Linked DNA regions of Canis lupus: region 2 is linked to region 1. A link is a contact called in public Hi-C data. All regions are on one chromosome and are shown on one strand. Each heading gives the region's core, a stretch centred on a gene start, on an enhancer-like site or on the middle of the called end of the contact. The rest is flanking DNA. Distances are from core to core; before and after follow the strand shown.

The links. Hi-C and Micro-C count contacts between places; a contact is called where the count stands out from the background.
Region 2: a Hi-C map of skin fibroblasts shows a contact between it and region 1, with 1.8 times the contacts expected there. The contact joins the promoter of PGLYRP1 here to the enhancer-like site in region 1. A contact is called at or near these places in 3 of 9 Hi-C or Micro-C datasets (amygdala, blood and skin fibroblasts).

What each region holds. Positions count from the first base shown.
Region 1 is chr1:110,153,338-110,156,994 of UU_Cfam_GSD_1.0, forward strand. No RefSeq gene overlaps it. Among named protein-coding and RNA genes, the nearest start is that of PPP5C, 24 kb to the right of the region's middle. Within about 2 kb of position 2,209, at least 2 of the 20 cell types and tissues checked have an H3K27ac peak or open chromatin away from gene starts, as enhancers often do.
Region 2 is chr1:110,322,892-110,326,732 of UU_Cfam_GSD_1.0, forward strand. PGLYRP1 (peptidoglycan recognition protein 1) reads left to right here and starts at 1,729. Exons shown (of 3, transcript XM_038528523.1): 1 at 1,729-2,076. The coding sequence starts at 1,787. It overlaps CCDC61 (centrosomal protein CCDC61), which reads right to left. Exons shown (of 15, transcript XR_005354562.1): 15 at 2,455-3,841.

The sequences.
Region 1 (3,657 bases), core at 959-3,458:
TGGGGCATGGAGCGTAACCTCTGCTGCAATTTGTTCATCTGTAAAATGGCCACCAAAAAGTGTGTCTACCTCACAGCTCTGACTTAAATTTTTTTAAGATTTCATTTGACATAGAGAGAGAGCATAAGCAGGGGGAGCGGCAGGCAGAGGGAGAGGGAGAAGCAGGCTCCTGGCTACCAGGGAGCCTGATTGTGGGGCTCAATCCCAGGACCCCAGGATCATGAACTAAGCCAACAGCAAACACTTAACCATCTGAGCCAGCCAGGTGCCCCAAGAATGAAATGTTAATACAGGTAAAGTACTTAGGACAGAACCAGGCATAGAGCAATTACCTGTTTTTTTAAAAGTACGCTCCACTCCCATCATGGGGCTTGAACTCACGACTTTGAGGTCAAGAATCGAATGCTCCACAACTGAGCCAGCCAGGCGCTCCCAGTGCAGTTACTCTCTCAGAGTTGCCCGTTAAGGTCTCCACTGGCAGACAGCATGGGTGCAGATGCCCCTTGAAGGTCTTCTCTCAGGGAGGACTGGGCGAGCTGGGAGAGAGCCCCAGTTCTGGCCAGGTTGCTGTCCCAGCCGGGGTCTCTGCGAGGACAGGGGAGTGGCATCCCCTCTCAGCACCGCTGAGCCGCTGGACTTCCTTCCCCGCTCCGCAACATCCCACATCCCTGTTTTTCTAAGTGCATGCCTGTTTCGGGTTTTTAGCGAATGGTGGCCCCATGTGTTTGTTTTATATTGCAGTAAAAATACACACAAAATTTACCATTTCAGCCATTTTGAAGTGCACAATTTGAGTGCATTTAGTACATTCCCAGTGTTGTACAACTATTACAGACCACTATTTCCAAAGCATCCCTATCGCCCTGAAGAAACCCCGTCCCCCTGGGTGGCTTAGTGGTTGAGTGTCTGCCTTTGGCTCAGGTCGTGATCCCAGGGTCCAGAGATCGAGTCCCACACTGGGCTCCCCATGGAGAACCTGCTTTTCCCTCTCCCTGTGTCTCTGCCTCTCTGATGAATAAATAAAATCCTTAAAAAAAAAAAAAAAAAGTCCCCACTGTCCCTTCCCCTCCCACAAGCCTGGCCACCACTAATCTGCTTTCCGTCTCCACAGATGTGCCCTCCTGCGCATTTCGTATTACTGGAATCCTACTACTGTCTAGATCTGCCACATTTTGCTTACCCCTCCACCCACCTGCTGATGGACATTCGTTTGGGTTGGCCTTTTGGCAACTGTGAACAGCACCGCTGTGAACATTCATGTACAAGTGTTTGAACACCCGTCTTAACTCCTTCTGAAAAGTCACCTGGGAGAGGGCTGCTGGATGTCGGGAACCACTGACACCCACAGGGGTGGCACCGCCTTACATTCCCCCAGCAATGTTGGAGGGTTCCAGTTCCTACACGACTGTAATTCAGAATATAGGCTGCGAAGCTCGAGCTCCCAGAACCCTGAAAGCTGCCCCGATTCATCCTGAGGTGGACACTCACCCTCCCCTCCTGGCACCACCAGGCTTGCACTGCTTCCACCCAGGTTCATTTTCAAATTCAAATTCAAGCTGGCTCCCCTCACCCTTTGGGCCTTGTGGATGTTAACTCCAGGTTTAGGCAGGCCTGGGGCTCAAATCCTGACCCCCCTGCTGTGTGCCCTAGGGCAAATGGCTTCACCTGTTTCCTCCTCTTACAGAAACCATGGAAAAGCCGGGTCATGACAGAATGAGGACAGCAATCTGGTGCATGAATGGAGGCAGTGACTGGTTCGCAAGCACACTGCAAGCACTCGCACCATGCCGGGGGCTGTTTACAGCACTGAACACACAGCTGCGGACACGACAGAGAAAGCCCCTGCCCTCGGAGGCCAGGACTCTATTGGGGACACAAGCAATGAGCATGAGCAGCAAACACTGGACAGTGTGTTGGAAGCTGGTGTGCGCTGTGGAGGAAGAGTGCTGTGCCACGTGACATGGTGCATGCACTCTGGGCAGACTTCTCTGAGCAGGGACTGAAGGACCGGCAGGAGGTATTTAATAAGTGAGAAGGAGCAACATGGAAAAGGCTAGAACACATGCAAAGGCAGGTGTGCCTGGAAGGTTCCAGAATACCAAGGAGTCTTGAAGGAATCTGGCTTTTACAGAGATGGGAACCACAGGAGGGTCACAAGCAGAGGAACCCACAGGTGCGTGTGGTGGTCAGGGAGCAGTGGGCATCTGTCACTTTGGCTGCCAAGCACCTGACATCCCCCGACAGGTGGGTGCCCCCAGCCTGTGCAATGGGGCTGGTAATCTCTCCTCGCCTGGTGGCCACTTTGGGCCCAGGACCTGACTAAACATGCCAATGACAGGCTGGGTGGGGTTGTGGAGGGAGGCGTGAAGGGAAAGGTAGCTTCAAAGGAAGAGAGGCCCAGATCCAGCTACTTCCGAGCCTCAGCTCTGTCCAATGGGGCAGCTGCCTGGGTCCATCACAGCAGTTGGGGAGGGAAGCTTCCGAGACCCCCTTCTGGTTCTCCAGCTTCTCCTGTGTAGCCGTCCCCAACTCCGACAGGCCCTCCTCAGGTAGCAGGGTATCTCGGGGGCCCCTCATTCATGCCCAGACTCTGATGACCTCCACATTTGTTCCTGCTCAGATCCCAAGAACTTCCAATGGTTTCTGACATGACCATGCATCACAGTGTCTACACCTGACCTCAGTGTCTCCCCACTCGGCCACCCTGTGCACCTCTCATGGCCCCAGCTTGGTGACCCTGACCTAAATTCTAAAGGCTGGGGGTGGGGGGAGCCCCCATCCCAGCATCTGTAACCTTGCATCTTAATTACCTGTTTTCACGGGCATCTCTTGGCCAAATTCCCTTTAGTATTTAGTCTTATATTTAGACATTGGTTGTTTTTGCTGTTGTTCAATTAGCTGCCTTGAATCTTATGTTCATACAGATCCGTCCCTACTGGTACCTGTAAAACTTACGGACATATGGCGACCTTCCCCTCACAGGTCCCTCTCCCTGTCCTTCCTGCACCTCCACCCAAACTCCTTCATGTGGATGTTTAGTGTTAGTTCTTGTTGGGGGTATATCTCCTGACTTCCTTAATTCCTTTTTTTGTCAAGACATAAACACTACTGAGATGCTGCCCCTCCCAGCATCTCCTGAAGTGGTTTCTCTTTTCATTAAAAAACTCCTCTGGTAGCCACTCAGGGAAAGATAACACCCCACATACAAGAATAAGCAAACTCCAAACAGACCTGAGATCTAGATGGAAAACAAGGAATTGCACAAACGTGGGAAGAAAACCTGTCGGGGGCAGCCCGGGTGGCTCAGCAGTTTAGCGCCGCCTTTAGCCCAGGGCCTGATCTTGGAGACCCAGGATCGAGTTCTGGTCCTGGAGACCCGGGATCGAGTCCCACGTCAGGCTCCCTGCATGGAGCCTGCTTCTCCCTCTGCCTGTGTCTCTGCCTCTCACTCTTTCTGTGTGTCTCTCATGAATAAATAAATAAAATCTTTAAAAAACAAAAAAAGAAAAAGAAAAGAAAACCTGTCGGGATTTCTGTGAAACCTGGGTATAGAGTTCTAACCCTGACTCACAATGCAGAGACCATGAAAGAAAAACCCATACATTCGATTTCATCAAAATAGACTTTTGCATGGCACAAGCAAAGTCTAAAGAGAAA
Region 2 (3,841 bases), core at 479-2,978, 170 kb after region 1:
TTTAGCGATGGAAGCCTGGATGGCTCAGATGGTTAAGCCTTTGGTTCAGGTCATGATCCCAGCGTCCTGGGATCAAGTCGTGCATCAGACTCCCTGCTCAACAGAGAGTCTGCTTCACCCTCTACTCCTCCCCCTGTTCATGCCCAGCTCATTCTCTCTCTCTCAAATAAATAAATATTTTTTAAAAAAGTGCTCAGTGATGCCTGGTATGCTATTCTGTATCACAGATGTGAGCATGACCTCCAGAGCACGGGCAACAGAGTACAAGAAAACATACCACACTGTTTTTAGTAAGCTGTTATTAGTGAGCTTGAGCTGGAGGGGACTGGGGCACAGGGGATTTGCATTTTTTATCAGTCCAACTTGTTACAGCTAGCATGTATTACTTTTGTAATTTTTTTAAAATTCACTAAAGTGGGAAGAAAGGAGTTAGAGAAAAGGAAGGGGTCTGCCCTCAACTCACCAGCTGCTAGGAAGGAATGGGAAAGAGGGCTTAGGCAGGGCAGAGGCCCCAGGAGAGTCTTCTACCCCAACCGGTGATCTCAAGCCACTGAGTGGCCCTGGACCGGAGAGTCCCTCAGGCGCAGAATGGAGCTGCCAGTGTCACCCAATGCAAAACCTGTTACTTGCTACCAAGGACAGATTTGAGTTTGAGTCCCAGTGGCCCTTGTGTGGCATTATGGGCCAGACATCTCGTAAGGGCCTGACCCTTATCAATCCACATAATTCCTTAATTCACATCAACCTTATGAGTCAGGTACTTTACATTATTATCCCTGTTTTGTAGGTAGGGAAAACTGAGGTACCGAAACCTCACTTGCAGGAGATCAGACACTGGAATGTGGCCAGAATTCAAATGCAGGCAGCCTGGCTCTGAATCCAGGCTGTGGACCACCAGGCTCTCCTATGTCCCCCTGTCTCACCAAGGAGACTTCCCCTCTCCCCACACCAGTGTCCTCAAGTGTGAAACGGGCTTCCCACCACTCAACATCTGCAGTTTGCTGCAGGGGTTACATGACCGTGGGCTTGGGCCTGGGAGAAGTGTTTTCAAAATGGGAGCTTTGGATTCTTAAATACAGAGACCAAACTGGCAGGAGGCGAAGTGGTGGGGGTGGAGAGGTGGGTGAAGTAGATAAAGGGGATTAAGAGGTACAAACTTCTAGTTATAAAACAAGTCACAGAGAAGTACAGCATGGGGAATGTAGTCAACAGAACTGCTATTGCATTGCTTGGTGACAGATGGGGGTCACACTTAACAAGGTGAGCACTAATGTACAAAGCTGTCAAATCACTGTTATACACCTGAAACTAAATACAATTGTATGTTAATTATCCTTCAATTTAAAAAAGAGAGAGAAGAGCCTGTTACCCTGGTGCCTCCAGGAGGAAGAGAGATGAGTGGGAGTGGGGGGGGGGGGAGGCAGTGATCCTGGTGAGTTGTCCAAAGCCCCACTAAGAGGAGAGACAAAGCCTGGCAGGGAGCCAGGCCCTTGCTCTTCCAGAAACCGCAGGGTTAGTGGCCGGGTCCCATGCACCCCTCCCCACCCTGACTCTCAGCTAGAAGAGAGGCCCCTGGGTTTGCCGCAGGCTCCCCACTTCCTCACTTCACCACACCACATCCTGTTGCGGTCTTGCTAGAGAAGGAAGTGGAATCTGGAGTTCAGTGTGACCCGCCCGTCCTGCTGGGCTGTGAAGCAAGGCCCTCCCCTCCCATGCCAGGCCCCAGGGGATAAAGGCAGCCCAGCCAGCCACGAACTCCTATCCATCCCTGCGTGCCTCGCCTGCCATGTCCACCCCCGGTGTGCTGCTCACCTGGGCTCTCCTCGCTCTTCTCGGACTCGGACTCGGAGTGCCTGGAGAAGCCCCCTTAAACTCCTGCTGCCCCATCGTGCCCCGGAGAGAGTGGAGGGCCCCGGTGTCCAGATGCACCGAGAAGCTACAACTGCCGGTGCGCAACGTGGTGGTGTCGCATACAGCTGGCAGCCACTGCAACAGCCCGGCCTTGTGCCTGATGCAGGTGCAGAACGTGCACAGCTACCACACGAAGTCACTCAACTGGTGTGATGTAGGCTACAAGTGAGTGCTGAGGGAGCCGAGGCGGGGGTGGGGGGTGTGGCAGGTGTAAGGAAAGGTGTGCAGCTCCAGGGAGCCCAGGCAGCCCTAGGGCCACCTGGCTGACAGCCCCCTGCCCCCAACCGCGGGCACACAGCACTGCGTATGTGCGGGCAGCAGACTGGTACTAGCAGGAAGGGATAAGGCTTAAATCCAAGCTCTGCTCCCCAGAGGCAGGTACAGATTTTGCCAACACAAAAGAAAGTGTCCTCTACAGTGGAGTCCCTTCATAAAGTCTGCTGCCTCTGCTGGGAGGCAGACAAGCAGGCTGGTTACATGCGGGGTGGGGAGGTGGGGGGAAGGGTACAGGTGGGGGGGGCGGTAAGCGCGGGGTGGGGAGGTGAGGGGAAGGGTACAGGTGGCGGGGAGGTGGTCCAGGGCAGGGTCCAGTCTCAGCTCTGCTTGTTGCTCTCCTCACTTTGGTTTCCTTTCCCTCCTCTGCAGAGTCAGCTTGTGGCCCTCCACTGGGTCACTAAATCAGCCAATAACACATGCAAAGCACTTAGGACACGGACTAGCATGCAATGGGAAACCCCAAGTTCATGGCCTCTTGCCTTCAGGCACTTACCGTGTGCCAGGCCCTGCCCTGCCCCAGTGCTGGGATGGGGAGGAAACACATGAGCTGTAGGAATCTGGCCCAATGGGATTTAAAGACCAACAGGGAGGAATAGATGGGAAACAAGCAAAAGCAACCAGATGAATTCAGATGGGATGGATGGAGGGCTGCGGGAAGAGAGGTAAGTTGGAGGTCCAACAGGGGTAAAGGCGCTGAGGCCAAGTGAGAGGGTCACATCTCAAGGACAGAGGCCAGGATGGCTGGAGGGAGCTGGGAGCTGGATGAACAGGACCAGCTCCACAGAGCCAGATGGCACAGGGCCTTAGCGGTCACGGGGTCAGAAGACGAGAGCCATGGGAGGGATGTGAGCCTGCTGGGTGGGAGCAGCTCCCTCTGGCTGCCAGGGACAGAACAGACTGTAAATGGATGGTGGCAGAAACAAAGGACTGCTTAGATCTGCATCTGGGGGCCCTACCCCCCATATCCCTTTCCTGGGTAACAGGCCCAGGTCCCACACAAGGGCCTCCGCAGCGAGTGAACTCTGAACCTACAGGTTCTCAGACCTTGGTAAGCACCAGTCACCGTGCTGGAAATCCAGGTTCCCAGGTTCCACCCTTACAGACAGCTTCGAATAGGGCTGGGAATCGGAGGACCTCAGTGGAACTATAGAGGCCTCGGAGGGAATCCCCAGCTCTTCTGGCTCGAGCTTTTGCGGTTCAAAGGCTCGAACTTCCCAGTTTTGTCTCTGAGACTCAGGTGCTCCGATTTTAAGTGTTTCCATGAGGTAGTGAAGACAAAGCTTGGCTCCCCAGCTTCTGGCTTAAACTGCCTTATGGAAAAGCCAACTGAAAGTCTGTTTCTTAGATTTTAGGATTTAGAGTCTGATCCCAGCGTTCTGGATCTCCCTTCCTTGTCACATCACATTCTGAGTCTCCGTGTCTTTACTTATAAAAAGGGTTCCTCACTCTACCCACCTGGTGGTGGTGCTGGAGGTTTAAATTAGATGCTTCCATTTCACAAATACACAAGGAGTCCCAACTGCCCGTGCCAGGTGCTGGGTCTGTAGCAGGGCCATAAGCAGCCCAGTACCCAGGGAGTGGGTGTACCCACAGCATCACTGTGGAATTTCTAGTCTCTTCAGAGCCAGATTCTGAGTCTGGCTTCCTGCATGGG